2 separate regions of the Sus scrofa genome follow, and region 1 is linked to region 2. A link is a contact called in public promoter capture Hi-C data. All regions are on one chromosome and are shown on one strand. Each heading gives the region's core, a stretch centred on a gene start, on an enhancer-like site or on the middle of the called end of the contact. The rest is flanking DNA. Distances are from core to core; before and after follow the strand shown.

Region 1 (7,078 bases), core at 2,351-4,850, 160 kb after region 2:
TCTGGCGTTGCCGTGGGCTGTGGTGTAGGTTGCAGACGCGGCTCGGATCCCGAGTTGCTGTGGCTCTGGCGTAGGCCGGTGGCTACAGCTCCGACTCAACCCCTAGCCTGGGAACCTCCATATGCCTCGGGAGCGGCCCAAGAAATAGCAACAACAACAACAACAACAACAACAAAAAAGACCAAAAAAAAAAGAAATATGTTTATATAAAAGAGAGCCTCAAAAATAATATAAAATATAATCTACCTTTGAAATACAGAGAAAATCATCTGGATCTTTAATTTCTGGGTGCAAAAATTAAAATTACCATTCCCATCTTTTAACATGCCCATACTTCTACAATGAACATGTACTATCTGTGTGTGATAATTTTAAATAAGAAAATATTCAGAAAAAATAAGAATATTTTCTTCAATTTATGCATGAGATGAAAGAGGCCAGTATATGCATTCCCAACTTTACAGAAGGTGAATCTGAAGAACAGGGTTAATTACTTGCCCTTGGTCTTTCAATTGTGGACCAAAAGTTAAGTGATTGTCTTTTTCATTAAATTGTTCTTTCTAGCTTATACATATGATTCTCCCATGTATATGTAATCATGTAGGAAGTTCCTGGGCCAGGGAGCGAACCTGCGCCACAGCAGTAACTAGAGCCACAGCAGTGACAATGCCGGATCCTTAACCCACTCCTTTGCAAAACAGACATTTAATGAATAAATGCCCAGGGATCGGGAAGGGCCATGTTGTTCCTCAATAACTTAAGCCCCACAAAATAAATATACAATGTAAGAACACTGGGCTACAATGAAGTATTAGTTCAGGAACAATAAAAAAAAAAATGTATTCCTGAGGTAAATAATGGTACACAGCCAGAGAAAGAAGGGTAGAGTTGCTGATACAAGCTAGGAATACAATCCTTTAACTTTTAGAAGTTCCTACTTTGAATTAGGCTCATTAAAACTAAATATTAGAAGTGACTCTCTTACATACAACTCAGAAAAATCATTAAATCTCAGCCACACAGAATTTGCCAATGTGCTTAAGAATATTAACAGAGGGAGTTCCCATCCCATCATGGTTGAGTGGTAATGAACCTGCCTAGTATCCAGGAGGACTTGGGTTCAATCCCTAGCCTCTGTCAACGAGTTAAGAATTCGGCATTGCCGTGATCTGTGGTGTAGGCAGGAGATAACGGTTCGGATCTGGCGTGGCTGTGGCCATGGTATAGGCTGGCAGCTACGGCTCCCATTTAACCCTAGCCTGGGAACTTCCATATGCCGTGAGTGTTGCCCTTAAAGAAAAAGAAAAGGTGAAGAAAAAAAAAAGTATATTAACAAAGAGACTGCTAGAAGACTCAAAGGAGCAGCCTTTTTTTTTTTTTTTTTTAAATTTCCAGGGCCTCACCTGCCGCATATGGAGATTTCCGGGCTAGGGGTTGAATAGGAGCTGTAGCTGCTGGCCTAAGCCACAGCCATGAGACATCTGAGCCTCTCAAAGGAGCTGCCTAATTTTTAAAGTACTCTCTTTGAAAGTCTGGTCAGGCTCTTTAAAGAGTCATGATCCATTACTAAGATTTCTGAGCCTGGAAATGCAGTATCTGTTCTTCAATTCTGGTTCCTGATCTTTTAGGGTAAGGCTAAATTGGGGGATTGTCCATCCCACCTCTCACTTTTTCTCCATAGGCTAAGTCCCTGAAGCTAAAGACTGCCCCCATTTAACCTTTACTCTGCTGAAAGAGGAGAGTAGAATTTCCTAGTCCTTTCCTGGCAGAAACCTCTATCTGTTGAGGCTTAAAACAAAATCTTATAGAGATTAAATCATAAACAGTTCACAATTACTGCTTCACTTTCTCATGTGCATAAAAGTCAGAAAAAGATATAAAAAGAAGCAAGAATTCTAACAGTACTATGATGATTAACTTATATACGCTCACATTTGAGAATATAAACATTTTATATTTTATAAAAAATATAAAATTCCAGAAGAAATTAATGCATATACCTAGAAAAAGGCGGTATAAATCCTTCTAAAATATTCTCGAAAAGAAACCAAAGCACAAACTGCTTCAAGTATGCTATGTGTCAACATCTCCTTGATACAATTTAAATTATTCATAATATAATTATTTAAAAGGCTTAACACTGGTCTTTGACAAGATTAGTCTTATATTTAAAGTGTTATACTTTGGACCATTCAGAAGGGGCAAATTAATATACTTAGTTTCCTCTCCACAGAAAGTTAAGACATGAACAGTTGGTTTGCTCATAAAATCACTGGCAACAACAGCCTACAATAAGAAGCTAGTTTTTCACAATCCTGGTCTTACATTCCCTGCTAACAAACTTCCCAGACCAGAGAAACAAACATGTGGAAACATGTTTCCATGACATAATGCCTCTCCTTCCTTCATCAATTGTTCATAATAGAAACACTTCACAATCATGTTTACACAAGACAGCCACCTCAGACTCTCCAACAATTCTGTAGAAACACGCTTTGAGTAGGTTCTAATTCCACTACTTTAGTGGACGATCCTTACCAACACCTGAAGCCAGTGACTCCCATCCCTGATGCTCTCCCCATTAGTGCACCATTAACCCGAGCCCCTGGAAACTAGTCCGATTACCTCTATTCTCAAGGACACGGAGTTAAAACCCTGAACACTTCAACCCCTTCTTAAAAAAAAAAAAAAAAAAAAAAAAGCTTTCTGGCCCAGGTGAACTTGCAACTCATCTTCTGATGTATGCAGCTTAAGCTTTCATGTCTTACTTTTCTGAGAGAAAGCTGTCACGCAGACATTTGCGGAAAGGAGTTAAGGCAGAACGAATAAGGAATCTTTTACACAGCGGGGACACCTGCCTGCGGCCAATAATCCCACACAAGCCCCACTAGGGAGGGGTAACCAAAGATATTTCTCTAATATTCAGGACATTGAAGTGATCCCACATCAACCCCTTACCAAAAAACTAAAGCCGGGCCGCCAGGGGACAGAGGCGTGGGGTGGGGATATGGGGGAGGTGTGTGTGGGTACAGAAAGGAGATATGCACGAACTATTAGAGTTAAATCCCTTGTCCTTGAAGGAAAAGCAGCTTCGCGGGGCGGGGAAGCCCGATTCCCACCTGGGCCCGCCAACCCGCGGTTGCAACTGATGGACCTCACCTGTCATCTCCGAGTTCTGCGCATCAGAAGGAAGCAGCAGGCGGAACAAACTTAAGGGTCAGGATAAAACGTTTTCTAGGGTTATGAACAGACAAGGCACTTACGGGGTACACCTATCGCTGTACTCATTAGCGATGGTTTCGATGCCGCCACTCCTCGCTACTGCGATGTAGCAGTTGAGAAAGCCGAGGTCAATGCCAACCACAGACATCCCGCCGCCTAATGGTCGGGGAGATGGTGCTGAAGCCCTCTGTGCGGGAACCGCGTCCTCGTTTGGGCTATTGCTCCTGGAATTGCGACTCCTACGAGAAGCAAAGAAGAGATGACCCCAAGCAGCTGCGCAATAAATCTAGGGCAGTGCGTTGGGGAACCTCGGAGGAGGTGGAGGCCGCCTGCGCCGCAACCTCCGCCGCCCTGGTCTCTCTCCACTGCGGTTCGGCCGCCTCCAACCGGCAGTTACTGGGGTCTGCGCCTGCGCGCTCGGCCGCCGGGGAGGCGCACGAGCTGCCGCTCCGCGCCGGAGGCTGCTCCCGACCTCGACTTCGGCCGCTTCCGTCAGCACTCGGGCAACGGCTGCCCGAGGAGCTGCGGGTTCGAGAAAGATCTGGAAAATGGAGGCAGCTGAGCCAGCCGGGAGTGGGAGGGAGGAGAAGGGGGAGAGGGGAGGATCAGGGAGAGTAGAGGGGAGGGGAAACAGAGCTGGCTCGCTCGCCACCGCGCGGCAGCTGGGCGCAGTGCGGTTGGGCTAGTAGAAAGCTGCTGCCCGCACGGCCGTTTGCCCACGTGTTTGGAAGGACCCCTTCGGGTTGTTTTGGCAACGGAGACTGGCCAGATACAGCGGCAGGACAGTGCCCAGGCCTACCCCGAGTCGGACGCGCCGGCTGGCGGATGCTGGCCCGGTGCCGCCGCCTCGCTTTTTCCCTCCGAGGGCCGCTCCGCAGCCCCAGCACCCACCCGCCGGCCTCGCCGCCCCGAAGGGGCCATGTGCCGCAGTCCGGCGCGCTGGCAGTCAGTCTGCGCGACCTCGCCCCCCGCCCGCCACGCTTGGCTCTGTGAGGTGGCGCCCATTGTGCGGACAGTGGCGGCCTCGCCTCTCCCCAAGGGGCGCCGCCGATCCCAAGCCTTTTCTCTTCGCAAACTATGGTGTTTTGTGTGAAAGCCAAATGAACACATTTTAGGGTGTTTTTGTTTTTGTTTTTCCCCTTACCAGGGATTGAAGTACCAAAAAGCAAGCCAAAACCAAAAAACCACTTATGTCAAGAAATGACATACTGACAATTTTTCCGTTCACGTAACTGTCCTCACACTATCCTAAAAGCTGCGATCTCCTCCACTTAGCTTTTCCTCTGAAAACCAGTTTTACAGGAAAGCAACCTTATGTCTAGGTGTCTCTGCCATCGGGCAAGCCTGTGCATTGCCTCCAGCCTCTGCCCTTTGTCCACAGGAAAAGAGCCTCCTATGGCCCAGCTATTTGCTTTCTTCATTTGAACACCATCTGTCATCTGTCTGAAACTTAACCAAGTTATAGTGTTCACTTACGATGTTTGGCTCTCGTTCTTTTCTCTGTGGGTTTCATGTTCTTTGTTCAGTTTTTCGTAGGTTTTCTGTACCTTGCTGTTCAGTTCTTCGTGGGTTTCCTGTTCCTTGTCATCCAGTTCTTCGTGCTTCTGTTCCTTGACATTCAGGTCTTCTTGGATTGCCTGTTCCTTCTCGCCCAATTCCTTGTGCGATTTCTTTTCCTTCTTGCCCAATTTGTCATGTGTTTCTTGTTTCCTATTTGTTGGTATCATGAATGAGACTTTTTTACGAGGTTTTTTAGTACGCTCATTGTCCTTATTTGTCCGCTTCTTAAAAGAACTTAGACTTTTTACCACTATCAATGCTGCAACAGCAGCAGCAACAAGGGTGGCTATAGCTCCTGCTGCTGTTGCTATGAGAAACATGAAATCCATGTTCAAGGGCAGTGCTGAAGAAGCTCTAATGTACAGTAATGTTCTGGCTCTGGTCTTGCTGCCTTAAAGAATGACACTTCCCTTCCATCTCACAAGCACACGGGAGGAGTAACTCGTGTCGACGCCATCCTCTGTCAGCTCCGACGCGACAGGTGTTGCGACCGCACCTCCCAGCAGGCATTGCGTGAGCGGCACTGGGATTGGGTACCGCAGCTCCCAACAGAACCTGGGCCCCAGTGCTGCTGCAGCCCAAGACTTCTACCCCTCTCCTCGGTTCCCCCTTCAGCTATCATCTTTTTACCTGCCCCCTCTTCTTTTATATAAAGAGGTTTCCACTGGTCAAGATTTAAAAATAAGGTTTCTCCCTGAAGCCAATCATGAGTCTGTCCCTTTAAGGCAGTCGTAACTGTATCATTGGTGTCTCCCTCGATGATGCTGAGTGTAAGGATGGGGTGCGGGACAAGGGATAGGAAAGGTAATTCTCTGCCACTCAGCCGGTGAGGTCCACCAGATCTCCTAGTACTTGCCATTTTCCAGGGTGTTGCTGATTTATCAATTTATTACAAAATAGTCTGAAATTCTCCTAGGATCATTTATTTCTCCATGCCGCCTGTACAACTTGAATGTGTGAGAATAATTTTCCTATTAAAAAACTGAAAATATCAGAGTAAAAAGAAACGGGGTTAGTAGCAAGGGGTTATCATCACCACATTATTTACAATTATTGGAAGGAAATGAGAGCACCTACTGGCTAAAAGCAAGACAGGTTTGGGGACCACATAGACGGGCTGTACTCCCAGGCTCGCCTTATTATCAGTAGGACCTTTGCCAAGTTATTTAACTATCCAAGTCCCAGGTTCAAAATCGATTGAAATGAATAAGACAAATAAACCGACTTTTATTATTAAATAAAGTGAGCATGGCCATAGTGCCTGGCACCAAAAGAGCCAATACATGATAGGTACGCCCAGTTGAGGCTATAGAAATTATGTTGATTTATGTATATTGTTAATCAATGTATCCAGCAACCCTGATGTTTTCTCATGATTTCTAGTATTTGTATGGCTTTGAATTTACTGTGTATACAACAATACAGTCTGGGAAATAATTTTTTTCATTTTTAATCCTACTTCTTTTTTCTTAATTATGCTGCCTAAGCTCTCCAGTACAATGCTGAATATAAGCTGTAGTGGTGATCACCTTTGTCTCATGCCTAATATTAAAGGAAATACTTCTATGCTTATGATGTAAAAAAAGCTAAATTATCTTTTCCTTGCTAAGTTTTTCTCATAAGTGCATACTAAAATGCTACTCATCATCCATTGCAGTGATCTTATTTTTCTCCCTAAATCTGTTAATGTGAATAATATTAATAGATTTTCAAATATCCCTGAAATCCAGAAATAAGTCTACTAGGCCATCCTTATTGGTTCTGATTTTAGATACACTGGATTTAGCGGGTGATTATTTTATTTAGAATGCTTGTAAGATTTAATTTGTCCTTCTTTACTCTTTTCATTGATATTAAGACTATACTGGCTTCAGAGACGTTGAGGTTTCCTTATTCCTTCCTCTGGCAAAGTTTTGGTAAGACAGACCTGAAAGCTATCTTGGACTGGGGCTTACTAATAGATTTATGACCATAAGTTAAGTTTCTTTAGTTGGTATAGTCTGTGGGTTTTTTTCCTATTATATCTTGAATATTTACATTTTAATTAAAAATTGACCCTTTCATCTAGGTTTTCAAATTTGTTGACATACCTGATTATTCATTTATTAAAAAAAAATCTCTCCTATAGCTCTTTGTCCAACTTTCTCATTCTTAATGTTGTTTATTTGAATCTCTTGGTTCCTATCACTAGTGGTTTCTTAACCTGTTTTTGGTTTCCTTGACTTCTATTATGCCTTCTGTATTATGTCTTTGTTTTCTGTTTCATCTGTTCTTTAACATTTCCTTCTATATTTTA
Region 2 (6,291 bases), core at 79-2,578:
CCTTAGTTAAATATACATCTGTATATTTGCTACAACTCCAGAGATTTTTTTAAAAAAGAAGCCAAAGACACAGTAAGCCAACATTATGGCAAACAAACAAAAAACTAATTTTACCCATGTACTTCTTGGACCAATCATAGGAATCTGATATGTTTTTGTTAGCTGTTACAAATTTGCAAGACTGAATCCAAGTACACAAAGTTAGGTCTGTATTCAGAAGATAATTCTGTACTAAGAGAAAACCTATTTCAAGTTTAGCTGTTAAGTCAGTGGACTGTATCTAATAGACTACACACAAGGTTACAAACAAGACAAAGATCAAAAGTGATGGCTTATACCATACAGTACATAACTAGTATAGGGCCTGGAATAGAGTAAGTGCTCATTTTGATCGAAAACAGTTTAATTTGGGTCCCAACTCGGCCATTTTCACACCGAGTGACTCTGGGTAAGTTATTAACTTTTCTGGGCCTTAGTTCTCTGTAAATTATAAATGTGTCTGCTTTACCTATCCCATAGTTGTGATCAAATGAAATCACATAAAGATGTATCTAGTGCTAACTATGACACACATGACTACTGCACCAATTAGCTTACAAGTCTGCTTGTAGAGGTAAGATGTTAATATGTAAGCACCAGAAAAGAAACAGCACCTCGATCTACCGAAAACAAACAAACAAAAACAACCCATAACCTATTTTCTAAAAATATTCTCCTTGTGATGAAAAGAGCTGGCCATTGTCAAACTTGTGCTGTGCCTTTTCTAACCTCCAGGTTACAGCAGCAGGCTCTGCTGATTGGTATCTTGCAAGGCTGAAAGCCCACAGTCCACGCAGGCGGCGGTGGGGTTCCAATTTGGGGATCAGCAGGTTAGGAGGGGCTGGAGGACCCCCATCTTCAATCCAGGTCTCAACAAGGCACTATGGGTAAGGGGCCTTTGCAGTTAACCAGGCGAGATAAAGCACAGCGCGTCACCACCTCCACTTTCCACAGAGGGGAGAGCCCGCCAGCCCACCTCACTCGGACCCGCCCGAGCACTTCCACCCTCCCCAGGGCTCCAGACCCCCGAGTCTCCCGCCAAGCCTTGCGCTCTCAGCCCCTGACTCCTGGCACGTAGGCAGCGCTGCAAGAGGCTTGGGAAGCGCGGCCTGGACTGGATACATACTCACTGGCCGCTGGGCGGACGCCTGCTATCCAGCTAGCCGAGACTCCCTGCGCCACCGATCTCTCCCGGGACTTGTTTTCGGGCTGAACCGCAAGCGCAGCTTCACCACACTCTCCAGGAACTGAGGTGCGAGAGGTAGCGGACAGGGAAGCATAGGAAGGCATACGAACCCTGGGCGGGGCGGCTGTTTGGATACGCCCCCTCTCTGGCTCTCCTTCAGGTCGTCCCTGGAGGCGGAGAGGCGGAAACGCCAGGAGGAGGTTCAGACCTCAGGACCCACCCCTTAACCCTGTCATCTCCACGGCCCCGCCCCGCCCTGTCTTCTTCGTGACCCCGCCTCTGACCTGGCACGCTCCGCCCACTTCTGGTTGTCGGGTGCGCATGCGCACTTGCGGGCCTGTTCTGACACCTTCGGGCCTCCTGGAATGGGAGAGAGTAGGAGGTGTCGCGAGAGTTGACCTCTAGCTTTGTGGGAGCTTTAACTATGGCGAGCTTTGGGGTCGGGGCTGAACAGGAGCCCCTCTTAGGAGACCATACACCAGGAAGCAGGTGAGCGGATGTTGGGGGGAGGCCATCTCACCCTCCTGCGCACTTGGGACTTACGCTTTTCCTCGCGTCAGCCTTAGCTGGTGCAATGAGGGGTGCCTAGGCGGCGGGAGCCGCGGCAGGTTGGGCGAGACCCGGAGATGCGCTTCTACTTCAGAGAACCCGCGTCCGGCTCGGGGGCGCCTTGAGTTGGCGGGTTGTGGTGAAGGGGTTATAGAAAGGCAGATAGCCTCTTGGACCTTCACAACAGTTATGCAGCAGCCAAGCAACTGCGCTCTGCATTTGGCCCTTTATTTTTTTAAGTTTTGCATTTGACCCTTTACAGAACTGATCACTTTACACATTTCATAAAAGTTCGAAAATGATGGTTTTAATAGGTACTTGAAAATAACTGGTCTTAGTGTTCAGTTAATTGCCTGCTAACTTCTTGATACTTTTTTAGCAGATAAACCCAAGACGAACTCACTTTTGTCCTATGCCAAATGTATAAATACTTATTTTTAAACAGTTAAGGGACGAAGTGTATTTTGACCCTTACTATTCTGATTATTCTGGTTCTAGTTTATGGACTGTGATTCAGAATTGTTATAGTTTGTTTCTTACTAAACAGTGAAGTATTTTCACCTTTAGGAAAACGGAGCTAAGAATCATTTTAAACATAATTATTAAATCAAGTTAATTAAGTCACAGCTGAACTTCAGCTGTCTCTGATTCTGTTAATTTTTTGCTCGTTTATCTCTCTTAAGCACCAAACCTTTTTTAGAAGTCACTTTGAAACCATTTGGAAAATGTATTTCTCTGGTCCTTGATTTACTAAACAATATATGGAATGCAATTTTATTTACATTTTATCTTGAGATCATTAAAATGAATGCCAGTGATGAAATATGTTGTAGCAAAGTGACATCCAGCCGGCCTAAGGAGGCATTTGGGCCTATTTACTTCTATACTGATTTGTTCTACACTGCTATAATTTTCACCTATGCTTTTTAGTTTTTTTTTTTTTTTTTTTTGCCTAACTGTTCTTCATAGACTATTCCTTATCGTTTTTTGTTTATTATTATTATTTTTTAATCTGTTGTTTGTTTTACTGTCTGCAAACCTCTCCTCGCAACTTTACACGGGGTGTTCTGGTTTGCTGTGCCTTTGAAAATCATATATCTAACTAAGCTTAATAGAATTGTGGGTAGTTAGAACCTGGAAGTTGTGATTGAAAGATAAAAAGAATTCTCCTTTTAATTGAGTTCATGAGCTTGAGTGCATGGACTTTGTGGCTTTGGTTTTCTCACCATCTTTTTGGTCTTGCTATTTCTTGGTTTTCCAGATAGATTTCAGGATCTATCCACTGAGTTATGGTTAGGAGTTCCCGTCGTTGCTCAGTGGTTAATGAACCCGACTGGCATCCACTAGGATTTGGGTTCAATCCCTGACCTTGCTCAGTGGGGTAAGGATCTGGCATTGCGGTGAGCTGTGGTGTAGATCGCAGACACGGCTGGGATCCCAAATTGCTGTGGCTGTGGTTTAGGCCGGCTGCTACAGCTCCAATTGGACCGCTAGCCTGGGAAACTCCATGTGCCTCGGGTGGGGCCCTAAAAAACAACACCAACCAACCTACCCCCCCCCAAAAAAAACCACATTGAGTTATGGTTAGATGTGGTCCTATGGTACATTCTGTTATCTTGTCCAAATGAACCTACTTTAAAAAGGGATTCATTTTTGGTGGGGATGTGGGGGGCACGGGGTGGTTTCCTGGCTCGGGAACGTCCATATGCTGCAGGTGCAGCCAAATAAATAAATAAACTTTTTTTTCTTAGCTTCAGTTATGTCCAGGCAACTGATACTCATTAGGGCCCATCTAAATTCAGATGTTCTGTCCATAAACAATACCTGATTTAATTCTAGGTTAAAATTTTTAAAATAAAAAGGGAGGATTTTGAAATCAATTCAGTAAGTATACTGCCTTAAAAACATAATTGGATCCCTAGTAAGGAGAACATATGTAAAACTAATTGGCAAACCCTGTTCACTTTGAGTAAATTGCAAAAACATGGGGCCCAGTTCACCACTAACCTTTCACTACCAAGAAGCTTGGTTCTGATTTACTGATGTGGTGAATCTCATTGAACCCCAATGACCTATTCATAGAGTTTTAAGAGAGCAGGGATTGGCAAACTTTATCTCTAAATGTCCAGATGGTAAATATTTTAGGCTTTGCAGGCTAAGAGGCAAAATAAAAATTATAAGTATTTAGGTAGCAAAACAAATTTCCACATTTTTTTTCTTTTTCTTTTTTTGGCTGCACCTGCAGCATATGGAAGTTCCTGGTCTAGGGGTCAAATCAGGGCTGACCTATGCCTCAGCCAGGCCAAATCAGAGCTGCATCTGCAGTTTCTGCTGCAGCTTGCAACATTGCCAGATCCTTAATCCACTAAGGGAGGCCAGGGATCGAACCTGCATTCCCATGGATACTAACTAGTCGGGTTCTTAACCCCTTAGCCACAATGGGAACTCCTCCACAAAATTTTGTAGTAATGAAAATGAAAATATAATGAGTACAATTTTTTGTAATACAAATCTAATAATGAGAAGAATAGAATTCATTGGGAGTGGGGAATGGTATGTGGTTTAAATAGAATTTAAAGTTAATGTTTTTTTTTTCTTTTCTGGCTGCACCTGGGCATGTGGAAGTTCCTCAGGCCAGGGATCGAACCTGAGCTGCATTTGTATCCTGTGCCACGGCTGTGGCAATGCTAGTCCTTAACCCACTGTGCCACAAGGGAACTTCCTCAAAGATAGTGTTTTCTGTCATCAAATTGATCACAAATATACTTCCGTAAACCTTTCTTAGAGCTCATGAGCTATAAAAAAACAGGTGGTAGGCCAGGTTTGGCCTGTAGACTGTAGTTTGCTGATCCCTCTCTTAGAATATCCTAAAGTATTACAGATGCTTAAAATATTTCTTTGTAACTTTAGGAGTTCCTACTGTGTCCCAGCAGGTTAAGAACCCAAGATAATCTCTGTAAGGATGTGGGTTCGATCCCTGGCCTTGCTTACTGGGTTAAGGATCTGGTGTTGCCACAGCTGTAGCATAGGTTACAGATGAGGCTTGGATCCAGTGTTGCCTACAGCTGCTGCTCTCATTCAACCCCTGGCCCCCAACCCAGGAACGTCCATATGCCACAGGTATGGCTGTGGGGAAAAAAAATTTTTTTTTCTTTGCAACTTAGGTCTAGTCTTTGTGAAATAAGTATTACTAGGACTGATGGTCATATGGAAGATAACTTTTGTGTGTGTGTGTGTGTGTGTTTGCGTTTTTCTAGGGCCACTCCCGTGGCATATGGAGATTCCCAGGCTAGGGGTCCAATTGGAGCTGTAGCTGCCAGCCTACACCAGAGCCACAGCAACGTGGGATCTGAGCGAAACTCCGGAAGATAACTTTATAGAACATTCTAAGTTTATTTCTGTCTTTTTTTTTTTTTTTTTTTTTTTTTGTCTTCTAGGGCCACACCCACGGCACATGGAGGTTCCCAGGTTAGGGGTCTAATTGGAGCTGTAGCCACCAGCCTACGCCAGAGCCACAGCAACTCGAGATCCAAGCTGACTATAGTAGCCGAGGTTGCTGCAGAGGCACAGGTTTGATCCCTGGCTGGGCACAGTGTGTTAAAGGATCCATCGTTGCCACAGCTGTGGCTCAGGCTCAGTCACTGCCCAGAGAACTTCCATATGCCATGGCTGTGTCTGTTAAAAAAAAAAAAAAAAAAAAAAAAGTTAAATCACCTTGAAAGTACAGCATTCCTTCTTTATTCCCTGGCGATAAGAAAGAAGCCTTTGGAAATTTACTATCAGCCATGTGACACAGCTGATTGAATCATCAAGGTTAAGAAAATATAATAAAAATAACTTGATTTAAGGACAGTTGTATTTTGTGTTTCTCCTGTCTCCAACAAGGAAGATACATTTCTTCAACAAAGTTGTACTTTTTTAATTAAAAAGGGGGAAAAGTAAATTTTTTTATTTTGAAACATTTTAAATCTATAAAAAAGTTGAAAAAAGCAGTGCAGCGAACGCCTGATTACCCTGTTACTGCTAGCCTTTTCCACACTGTTCAAGTCTCTCTCTACACACACACACACACACACCCCTCTTTTGCCAAAAGTAGGTTGCAGGCATTATAGCACTTTATCCTAGGTATTTTAGTCAACAACTTGCATCTTTCCAAAACATAGACATTCTTTTACACAGCTGTATCACTGTTACCCACTGTTAGAGGTAGAAAACTGATTCAAAGTATGCACTATACAATCTATACTGATTCTTCCAGTTGTTCCCAAAGTGTACTTTATAGTTATTTTTTTTAAAGATAGGATCCAAATTGGCCCAATGTTATAAATGAACTATAATTAAAATTTTAAAAAATAAAAAATGATAAAGACAGGATCCAGTTAATGTTCATGTATTGATCATTACATCTTTTTCAACTCTTCCAACCTAGAACGGTGCCTTGACCTTCCTTTTATGTTCTCCCCAACTTTGAATCATTTGGCAAGTCTACAGTTTTTCATATTCCTCAGAGCATCTCA

The links. Promoter capture Hi-C pulls out the DNA fragments that hold promoters and counts their contacts.
Region 1: a promoter capture Hi-C map of fetal liver shows a contact between it and region 2, with 2.6 times the contacts expected there. The contact joins the promoter of HSPA4L here to the promoter of ABHD18 in region 2. A contact is called at or near these places in 2 of 5 promoter capture datasets (fetal liver and liver), 8 of 47 Hi-C or Micro-C datasets (fetal heart ventricle, heart right ventricle, liver and 3 more) and 1 of 2 datasets of contacts at active chromatin or transcription factors (alveolar macrophages).

Annotation. Positions count from the first base shown.
Region 1 is chr8:97,084,640-97,091,717 of Sscrofa11.1, forward strand. HSPA4L (heat shock 70 kDa protein 4L) reads right to left here and starts at 3,601. Exons shown (of 20, transcript XM_021101609.1): 1 at 3,264-3,601. The coding sequence starts at 3,370.
Region 2 is chr8:96,923,534-96,929,824 of Sscrofa11.1, forward strand. It overlaps ABHD18 (protein ABHD18), which reads right to left and starts at 1,329. Exons shown (of 14, transcript XM_013978904.2): 1 at 1,170-1,329. The coding sequence starts at 1,329. MFSD8 (major facilitator superfamily domain-containing protein 8) reads left to right here and starts at 1,530. Exons shown (of 12, transcript XM_021101605.1): 1 at 1,530-1,714. The coding sequence starts at 1,650.